Regions from separate parts of the Sus scrofa genome. Here region 1 is linked to region 2. The links are chromatin contacts, called in public Hi-C maps. All regions are on one chromosome and are shown on one strand. Each heading gives the region's core, a stretch centred on a gene start, on an enhancer-like site or on the middle of the called end of the contact. The rest is flanking DNA. Distances are from core to core; before and after follow the strand shown.

Region 1 (5,518 bases), core at 867-3,366, 50 kb before region 2:
CAAGCAGCTGCACCAGCGTGTGGAGGAGCGTTTTCCCCAGGCGGAGCACGAGGTGGGCCAGGCGCTCCCATTGGGCAGATGGGGACACTGAGGTTGGGGCAGGGCAGTAGCTTGTCCAGAGTCATATGGACAGGCAGGGCGGAGGTGGGACAGAACCTGGGCTGCCCACGCTGAAGTAGTGTGTGTCTTGACAGAAGTGGGGACAGCATTCTGGCAGGAACTGGGACCCAGGGTGATAATAATAACAACAGCTTGGAGTTCCCGCTATAGCACAGTGGGTTAAGGATGCAGTTTGCTGTAGCCGTGGTGTAGGTTGCAGCCCTGGCTCAGATTCGATCCCTGGCCCTGGAACTTCCATATGCCATGGGTGTAGCCATAAAAAAAATTAGCAACTAACACTATATATAGCCCTTTCTAGGGGTCAGACCTTGTTTTACATATTTATTACCTCATCTAGTCTTCATATCCACCCTGCGAGGTGGGTGCCAGTATATTATTCCATTTTATAGAGGAGGAAACTGAGGCCCAGAAAGCTGAAGTTGCAGAGCTAGAAGTGAGTGGTGAGGGGGTAGGCACCCAACCAGGCCGACTGCTGAATATGTTCTCATAACCACCAAATAATAAGGTCTTGCACAAAGTAAGCACCTCTTAAATTCCAGCTCTTAGAGACAGAGAGGGAGAGAGAGATGCATAGCATTCAGTGGAAGACACTTAGAGTCTAAAAATTAATCTCTCATGTGCTTTTCCAACATGGATACAAAAGTTGAAAATCCAGGTGCTGTAGGGTTCAGGCAGGTGAGGTAATTGAACAAAGTGGTCAAGGTGTGGGGCAGTAGGGAGTGGTAGGGACTGTGGCCAAGTGGAGCTTCCACAGCTTGTCTTAAAAGGGCATCTCCAGACCGTCAATTATTGCCATGTAGGAATGGGAACCCAATATTGCCAGAGCTTTAGAGATTTTTGTTGTTGTTGAGCCAGCAGTCAGATTTTATGTGAGATATCTCATTTTTATTTTAATTTTAATTTTTGCTTTTTTAGGGCCGCACCCACGGCATGTGGAAGTTCCCAGGCTAGGGGGCTAATCGGAGCTACAGCTGCCGGCCTTTGCCACAGCCACAGCCATGCCAGATCTGAGCTGTGTCTGCGACCTACACCACAGCTCATGGCAACGCCGGATCCTTGATCCACTGAGTGAGGCCAGGGATCGAACCCGCAACCTCATGGTTCCTAGTCAGATTCGTTTCCACTGCTCCATGACGGGAACTCCGAGATGTCTCATTTTTAAAATTTCGATTCTGGAGCTCCCGTCATGGCTCAGCGGTAATGAACTAGACTAGTATCTATGAGCACGTGGATTCGATCCCTGGCCTCACTCACTGGGTTAAGGATCTGCATTGCTGCAAGCTGTGGTGTAGGTCGCAGATGTGACTTGGATCTGGCATTGCTGGGGCTGGGGCTGGGGCTAGGGCTGGCAGCTGCAGCTCTGATTCAACCCTTAGCCTGGGAACTTTCATATGCTGCGGGTGCAGCCCTAAAAGACCAAAAAAAAAAAAAAAAAAAAAAAAAAAAATGGCACTAATTCACCTAACAACAACAAGGCAATACTTTGAGCCAATCATTGTCTGTTTGCAGCTGGACTGGTCCATGGGTTACCAGTTTGAGACCTCCTGGTTTAATGCTCAGCATGCCTTCTGACGTGGCTATCCTTGTCCTTGCTTACAAAGACATCACGTGAGGCTAGCTCTCATATAGTGGTGACATAATAGAAGTGCAGACTGGGGGTTCACGTTGCAGAAAGATCTATAACCTGCTGAAGGTTGGAGATGTAACGGCCCAACCCCTAGAGCTTGGGTTAGGAGGTCTTAATTATGCCCCACCTCTTCCCACTTCCTGTTGATAGACGGGGAAAGCCAAGGCCCAGAGAGGTGAGGCCCCTCGGCCAAGAGTTATGGGCTTGAGGCTAGGCCTCCCGACTCCCAGTGGCAATCTGTCTCTTCTCCCCTCACCCTTGCTGAGGAGTGAGCGCCAGGCCTCCAAACTGGGACATGGCTGACTGCCGCCCCGCTCTGCCTGGCTCTTGCCTGGGCTGTGGAAGGAGGTGCTAAGTGGGACACAGCCACGTGGCAGGGAGGAGGGGAGGGAAGAGGAGGCCAGCTCCCCAGGCAGCCTGGCTCTTGTGGGAGGAGCCAAAATCAGTGACATGCAAGTGTCCCCCGGTTCTTGGCCCCCACAGTGGGCAGAGGCCACAGGCAGGGAGAAGAGACTTCCTGGGGCCCATGAGGGTGGATGGGGTCAGGGGAGCCCAAGGGAGCCCCTTTCTCTGCCACTCTGACACCTGTTCCTCCTTCTCAAGAAAGGAGGAAGTTGGAGTTCCCGTTGTGGCTCATTGGGTTAAGAATCCATCTAGTATCCATGAGGATGTGGGTTTGATTCCTGGCCTTGCTCAGTGGATTATAGGATCCAGTGTTGCTGCAAGCCGAGGCAGAGATCACAGAGGCGGCTTGGATCCAGTGTTGCTGTGGCTGTGGTGTAGCCTGGCAGCTGCAGCTCCGATTTGACCCCTAGCTTGGGAACCTCCACATGCCGCAGGTGCGGCCCTAAAAAGACAAAAAGAAGAAGAAGAAAGAAAGGAGGAAGTTAATGAGCTGATGTCAACGGCTAAAATTACCCTGAAACTTGGCGGCCAGGGGGTGGCAATCTGGGGGGCAGTTCCAGGTTCCAGATAAGTGGAACCTCTGCCCCCACCTCTGGGCAGCTCCAGGAACCTGGGTTCCAGCAGGCTTCACTGTCAAGGCAGCAGTGCCCCAGGAAGTTGGCATGAACCCAGAGAGGGTATTGTCTTATGTGTGAATACAGCCCCTAAATAAACACTGCAGCACATCTCGGGCTAAATACAGCTGGTGAGTGTAAGGGGTAGGTGAGGAGCCATTTGGGGGGAGCCAGCACCCGAGATAGAGACACACCCTCTCCCTGAGTCCCCTCTGCTGGAGCCAGGGGGAACCAGCCTTACTTGAAGGTGGGCCAGGCCTGGGACTCCTAGGGACAGGCACCCTACTTTACAGTTTGTAGAGGGCAGAGGCTGAGGCTGGGGCCCAGCTGAACTGGGTTCATTACCGAGCCTCAGTTTCTTCATCCAGAAGATGGGGATAATCGTATATCCTCACGTTCGAGGAGTAAATGTGATAGCTGAGGCTTAGTTTCTGATATTCAGTAGCTAGTGTGGAGTGCAGGAGAGCGTGGAGAAGAGCAGAATTCAAATCCTGCCTGGGTTCAAATCCCAACTACCACTTAGAGCTGTGTGACCTTGGGCAAGTGACCTTCCCTCTCTGGGTCTCAGTTGCTTCCTCTGTAAAACAGAGATATAGCACCTCCTGGGGTGAGTATTAACTAAGCAAATGTATGGAGAAGTATTTGGCTTGTTGCTATCAATTATCCGAAATCACAGATCTGGGTTTGAATCCTGCTCCCTCTACTCCTCAGCTTTGTGACTTTGGGCAAGTCACTTGACATCTTTGAGCTTCTGCTTCCTCAACTGTAAAATGGGAATAATGATGATGCCTTCTTTATAGGGCTGTGCCCTTAGCACAGTGCTTGGCCCAAAGCAGACTCTGAGGATGTTTGGCTAGGTCTCACTGAGCAGCATGGGTGTTATTGCTCCAATTTTCAGGTGGGAAAACTGAGGCCGAGAGAGGAAGAGCCTCCTTGGCAGACCAGGTTGGCCTCCTGATCTGTCTCCCATTCTACTTCCCCTCTGCCACCAAACTAGTCCTTGCTGCCTCACTTTCCCCAGCTGGGAAGTGGATTTTGAGGACCCCTCTTACCTGCTGCTCCTCTCGGCAGGATGTGAAGTACCTGGCCATAAGTGGCTTTCTCTTCCTGCGATTCTTCGCACCTGCCATCCTCACCCCGAAGCTGTTTGACCTCCGGGACCAGCACGCAGATCCCCAGACCAGCCGCTCACTGCTGCTCCTTGCCAAGGTGCCGGCAGTGGGCCCCCATTCCTGGGTGCCCTTAGCCAGAGAGAAGCATGGGGGGAAGAGCTGGGAGGCCAGACCCATGGAAAACCCAAATGAGACCCAGAGAAATCTTTTGAAATGTCACCATTAGCTTTCCATTCTGAACGTGAAGGCATTCATTTCACTAACTTCCTCTTTGGAACAAAAACCTTCCTCTTCCAGGGAGAGGTGGAAAGCAGGCTGGTAGTCATTTATACCTTAGTATATATAAATCAGACAATCCTTTGCAAAGGGGCCATATCTGAGATTCTAATGGGCTTGAGTATGCATGATGGGATCAAGCAGTCCTGGGTGGGATGATCTGGGTTCAGGAGAGGACAGAATAAAAGCACTGGGGGAGTTCCCTGATGGCTCGGCAGGTTGAGGACCTGGCAGTGCCACTAATGTGGCTTGGGCTGCTGCTGTGGCTTGGGTTCAGTCCCTGGCCTGGGAACTTCTGCATGCTGTGGGCGTGGCCAAAAAAAAAAAAGCACTGGGGATCTGTGCACAGAGAGGGATAGATATTGTCCAAAGCAGGTGCGGCTATGAGTTCTCGCCTTTCGTCGAGCACTGATTTTGGAGCCAGTACACCGGGGCTCTATTTGGGGTCTGCAGAGGGCCTTCCCCCCTGCAGTGACCCTGGCCCTGACATCCCCTGCTCCTTTGCTCCAGGCCGTGCAGAGCATCGGAAACCTGGGCCAGCAGCTGGGCCAGGGCAAGGAGCTCTGGATAGCCCCCCTTCATCCCTTCCTGCTGCAGAGTATTGCACGTGTGAGAGACTTCCTGGACCAGCTGGTGAACGTGGATGGGAAGGAGGGTGAGTTCCTGGGGCCCTGCCATGGCTGGCTTGTCCCTCCACTGGACCTTCAGCACCTGCCTTTCTTACCACCCCTCCCCCATCCCTTGCACTGAGACTGTTGCCCTGTAAGTCAGCTAGTCAGTCAACTAACATTTCCTGTCACATACTGTGCTGGATCCCAGAGATGAACAGACTCAGATTATTCCAGCCCATGTGGAGTTGTCAGCGGGGATTGTGAAATGGCATTCCCGCAATCGACAAAGACCTATGAAGTGCCTATTATGTAATAGATGCTAATCCAGGGGCTGGCGAAACAGGAGTGAACGAGATAGAAGAAACTCCTGCTGTCATGGAAGTTTTATTCTAGTGGAGACAACAGGCTATAAACAAGACGAATTAGCAAATCATATGGTGTGTTAGGGAGTGATACATGCTAAAGAGAAAAAATAAAGGAGGGAAGGGAACATTGGGCTGAAGGCGACAGGTCAGACTTTTAGAGAGGGTGGCCAGGAATGGCCTCCCTAGGGTGACATTAAAGACCTAAAAGGGGGCAGAGAGAAAGCCGTGAGGATCCTGGGGATGTGTTCCAGGCTAGGAACAGCATGTGCAAAGGCCCTGCAATGGAGACAAAGAGTGACAGTGAGGGGGCCACTGAGGAAGAATGAATGACAGGCAGTGAAGGAGCGGTGAGAGGGGCAGATCATGTGGGGTTGCTGGAAGGATTTTG
Region 2 (4,822 bases), core at 2,070-4,569:
ACTAGTGACTGTCGCCATTACTTGGAGTTTTGGAACCAGATGTACTGAAAAGTAACATTGATGCACCACTTGTTATGAATGCACCTGTGGTTCCATGCTTGGTGACCACTCTGTAGGCACCAGGCAATGTTCTAGAGCAGAGCTGGAAGCTAGAACTTTCTGCAACAATGGCAGTGTTCTGGATCCATGCTGTCCCATACAGTAGCCATGAGATGCATGGACCTACCAAGCACTTGAAATGTGGCTAGTGAGACCAAGGCACTATATTTAATTTTATTTAACTTTAATTAATGTAAATTTAAATAGCACCACGGCTACCATATCGGACAACACAGCTCTAGAGAGAAGGAAAGTGTCCTATTGTCCCCAGGGTTGTTACATGCAGTTCTGTCATCTAGAGAGTCACAATAACTTCCTCAAACCTCAATCAGCTGGTCCTTGGGAGTGAACATGCCAAGGATTCTCTGGCAGATCCCATGAGGCAAGACCTTGTCCTCCCCCACTGCCCACCAAGCTTGTCATAGACCACCAGGCAACAATGACTCAGGGAGCACTCCACGGTGATGGCGAACAAGAATGCTGAGAGTGGGACCTGACCATTTTGATCACCGCCATCACCTATCACCCGACACCAGGACTGCCACCAACCTCATTCTCTCCATTGTTACCAGCCCATCACCAACACCCCCGAGAACACCACCAACACAACCATCAACACCACTCCCACCAGTTCCACAATCAGTGCTACCACTGACATTGCCACCAACGCTTTCTCCTCCATCATTACCACCGCCGCCAGCACCAACACCACCAACCCCCTCCCCCCATCATTAGAACCACCATCGCATCACCCCAACACTACCATCACTTAGAACCAGAATAAGATACCAGTCAAGAGTTTCAGCTCTGGAAATCAATTGTCTGGGCTTAAATCCCAGCTCTAAGATTTTTTTTTTAGGGCTGCAGGTGTGGCATATGAAAGAGGTCAGATTGGACCTGCATCTGTGAACTATGCCACAGCTCACAGCAATCCCGGATCTTTAAACTACTGAGCAAGGCCAGGGATCGAACCTGCATCCTCATGGATACCAGTCGGGTTAGTAACTAGCTGAGCCACAAAGGGAACTCCTCTTTCAGCCTCTTTGAGACTCAATTTCTTCATCTGCAAAATGGGTCGACAACTACTACTACCACCACTACTATGAACAGTAAGACTGGCTGTAATGATGGGAAAAAATCAAATGGGGAAGTGCATGGAGAGCCCTTTCACTGTGATGATTTGAGTGCTAATGCTCTTCTAGGCTCTGTGTTCAGTGAGCACAATTTTATTTAATTTTCACACAGCTGTGAGAGACATCAACCCATCCATTTTGCAGATGAGGAAACTGAGACTCAGAGAGGTGATATAACTTGCCAAGAGCCCTATACCTAATATAAGAGGCTGGATCAGAACACAAGTCTTAAATTGGACTAAGCCAGACTGTCCCTTTTTCTGAGGGTTGGGGGCAGACCAGCAGATTGGCTTTCTGCAGATCTGGGCTCTCTCCTCAGGGATGCTGGGGGCATTTCAGCATCCCACTGAAAGGTGGTGTGGTGATAGTGATGGTGGTAGTGGGGTGGGGAGGGTAGCGAGTCCACTCACCTGTGTCCTGGCGAAACTGGTGCATGGACTGCAAGTCGATGATGTAGGGCACCAACTGGGCGTCCACCTGCCCCAGGACCACGGAACCCCGGGCATCCTCCTTAAGCACGTTCTCGATGTGGTGGCACACAGTGGCCGTGTAGGGCCGCCAGCGGCTGTGCTCATTCAGCCACTCCCACACCACCACCCGGGCCACATTCTGCGGTGGGAAGCCCAGCCCGTTCACCGGCACCATCACGCCCTGGCCTGGCTGTGACATGGCCGCTGTTGCCTCAGGGGCCAGGACCCCGCTATATTCCTGGCCCAGCTCCTTTTGGGCCTGGGATCCGGTGGGGAAATTCCTCTCTCCCCAGGGAGGACAGCAAGGACTGTCTGGCCTCCTTTCTAACTCCTGGCCCTCTCTGAGGCCCAGAGGCCTCAGTTAAAGGAGTGTGGGATGGTGTTCCAGGCTCCAAGGACCCCTTGGCGGCAGAGCTGTCTCAGATAAAGGTGCTTCTCTGGATGAGCAAGTGTCTTTCTTCTGATGGGGAAAACGGCGCTCTCAATTCCTTGGTGTCCCCAGCTCAGATCAGGGAGTGAGGCAGACGCCACTACTTTAGGTCCGGGCTCTCTCCTGCTGGTCTCCCGTTCTTCCTGGCCGCGCAGGGCCTGTCACCCAGGAGGCCCGGCCCAGCCTGCTGTTCTCTGCAGCGCCCGGCCAGCCCTCTGCGCTCCCAACTGCGTCCCAGACCCCGAGCCTGGCTCCAGTTGGGCTGCTTGCCTTGCCTCGGGTCCGCCCCCCCCGACGGCTTCTGTTGAAGGGGGGCGTCCCCGTCCCCCTTGTTCCGGATCCACAGCGTCCTGGAAGGCCTGAGTGGCTGAAGAACGCACGGGGGAGGGGGGAGGCGCGTATCCCCAGCCTGGCGGCCCGGGCAGCGGCTCCCGGAGCTGGGCTAGGGGACGAGGGGGGCGGGGGCCCGTGGGCACGCCCCACCCCACTCGTGCTCGCGACCTGCCAGGAAACAAGAAGGGGAGAGGGCCCTTTAAGAATAGAGCGCGGCACCCCCTCCCCCCTTCCCGGGAGAGCAATCGGCTGAGAACAATGGGGAACCGATGGGGGGGGTGAGCAAGGGGGGCTAAAGGGGGTCGCGTGGTCTCGGTCCCTAAGGGCAGGCCTGAAGGGAGGGATGGGGCTGCGGGCGAAATTTTCCGAGCCTCCTCGCCTGCGGCGCCCCCTCCTCAGCTCCCTGAGCGCTCCCCTCCCCCGGGGCCCGCACGCCCAGCCGAGGGATGCAGGGTGCGCGGGGATATGCGAGGATGCGCGGCGCTGCAGGCGCGGCCCAGGGCCCCTCGGGGGTCGCGTCACCGAGGAGGCGAAGCCGGGAGCTGGATGGTCAATGCCTTCCGCCCTGGGGGTAACAGTCCCCCTTCTCCAGCCCAGACCTCCCCAAAGCGCGCGCGGACCTCCCAAAGGAGCCGGGGGTGGGGTCCCCAAGCACCCCGCGCTCTCACCGCTTCTCCTCTGCTCTGCCTTCTTCTCCGGCTCAAGCTCCAGCCCGGCCGCCTCCTGGGCTCCCCCCGGAGTGGGAGGGAGCCTCGGTCCCGCCTCCGCGCCCTTTCTCTCCCAGGCCGCGCACCAGGGCGCTGGGCTTTCGGCGTGCGGACCTACTACCCTGCCGACCGACGGACGCGTGTGCCTGCTGCCGGACGCCGGAATCCCGCGGGTGGGAGGCGGCCGCGGCCGCGCTCAGGGGAGGGAAGGGGGAGGGGGCGGAGAAGGAGGAAGGGGAGGAGACAGACCGCGGCCCTAAACGCTGACACGCGAGTCCCCGGGGCGCCCCATATCCTGGGCTAGGCCCACCTGGGACCCCAGGAGGCCTCCTGACCCCAGCATGGTGCGAAGTATGGACTGGGGTGTCCATGGAGTGCCAGCTTGAATCTTAGTCATGGGTTACATTCCAGTTGCCCAGTCCAGGGCCTGTACACAATAGATGCTCAATAAATGCTTGAACAAATGACTAAGATCCAGAGATTGTTTAAAGAAAGATTTTGGAGGAGGGTAAGGGTAGGCCCACCGCCATATCATTCAGGGATGCTGCAAACAACAGGTGCTCAATAAATGCCAGATGAGGTTTGGCTGGATGAAAAGGGAGGCAGGTGGTGGCAGTAGCTCAAGTGTTAATGGGATGGCCAGCCCTCCTGTCCCTGGCAAGCTGGATGCAACTGAGAACCGCATAACATCTGGCAAGGGGATGGACCACCCGGAGCCTGTGGGTGTTTAGATTAGGGAGGATGAAGGATGTGTCCGGGAACTCCAGCCTGGGCGGCAGATGGGGGTCAGCGGTCTGTTGGAGCCTGTCCAGCACGGCCCACGCTCCTCTTCCTCTCCAGGGCAGATGGTGATGAACGGGACAAAGTCAGGGCAGACTGCTCAGGGGAGATTTCCCAGAACCTAACTCAATTCCCCAGCTAACTGGAGTGACTGCCTCTTCTCCAGGCCCCTGTTTTCTCCTGCAGCCCAGTGCCCAAGGGCCTCTCCAGATTGGGCTGTGATTCTGTTTGCTTGTGCCTGCTGCAGACTAAAGAGAGCGGCTCTGTCGGAGGGCAGGGCCAGCTCTGCAGTGCTATTGCTCCAACAGGATGGTTGAGCTCTGGGCATTTAGCCTAGGATTTCCAGGGGTCCATGAAGCCCCGCCCTCCCCTTACAGACAAACTTACATGTCTGTACTTTTTTTTTTAGCAGGGCTCTGGCTTTCAGCAGATTCTTCTCCACGGAGGTTGTGACCCCAAAGATTCAGAGTTGATGCTGTAACACCCTTATGTTACAGACAAGGATCTGAGGATTCCGGGATGGAGAAGAAACTGGCTCAAAGTTACATGGAAATTTAGCAGCAAGTTGGAAAGAACCCATGACTCCAGACTGTATAATGCTATTTAAGGTCTGACTAAATGTCACCTCCTCCAGGAAGCCTTCCCTGAACTTGTCCCATCTTCCTCTGTGTTCCTTTGCACATACCTTGATGTGACACCCTATATCACAATGAGCCACTTCAATGGAATTTGTCCCTGCTAGAATGAGCCATCCATGAGATCGGAGACTGTGTCTTACTCATCTTTGTGTGGTGTGGCTGGTGTTTATTACTTAATCGCTATCGTTTATTGAGTACCTATTATGTGCCAAGGCACTTTTGTAATGCTCAT

The links. Hi-C and Micro-C count contacts between places; a contact is called where the count stands out from the background.
Region 1: a Hi-C map of retroperitoneal adipose tissue shows a contact between it and region 2, with 1.7 times the contacts expected there. The contact joins the enhancer-like site here to the promoter of DTX1 in region 2. A contact is called at or near these places in 2 of 5 promoter capture datasets (fetal liver and liver), 23 of 47 Hi-C or Micro-C datasets (adipose tissue, alveolar macrophages, blood and 13 more) and 1 of 2 datasets of contacts at active chromatin or transcription factors (alveolar macrophages).

The regions. Positions count from the first base shown.
Region 1 is chr14:38,605,974-38,611,491 of Sscrofa11.1, reverse strand. It overlaps RASAL1 (rasGAP-activating-like protein 1), which reads left to right. Exons shown (of 22, transcript XM_021072391.1): 14 at 1-52; 15 at 3,838-3,975; 16 at 4,665-4,809. Among named protein-coding and RNA genes, the nearest start is that of RASAL1, 24 kb to the left of the region's middle. Within about 2 kb of position 2,116, at least 5 of the 83 cell types and tissues checked have an H3K27ac peak or open chromatin away from gene starts, as enhancers often do. A contact at or near this core is called in retroperitoneal adipose tissue, where this site is marked.
Region 2 is chr14:38,558,202-38,563,023 of Sscrofa11.1, reverse strand. It overlaps DTX1 (E3 ubiquitin-protein ligase DTX1), which reads right to left and starts at 3,319. Exons shown (of 12, transcript XM_021072393.1): 1 at 3,134-3,319; 2 at 1,643-2,633. The coding sequence starts at 1,901.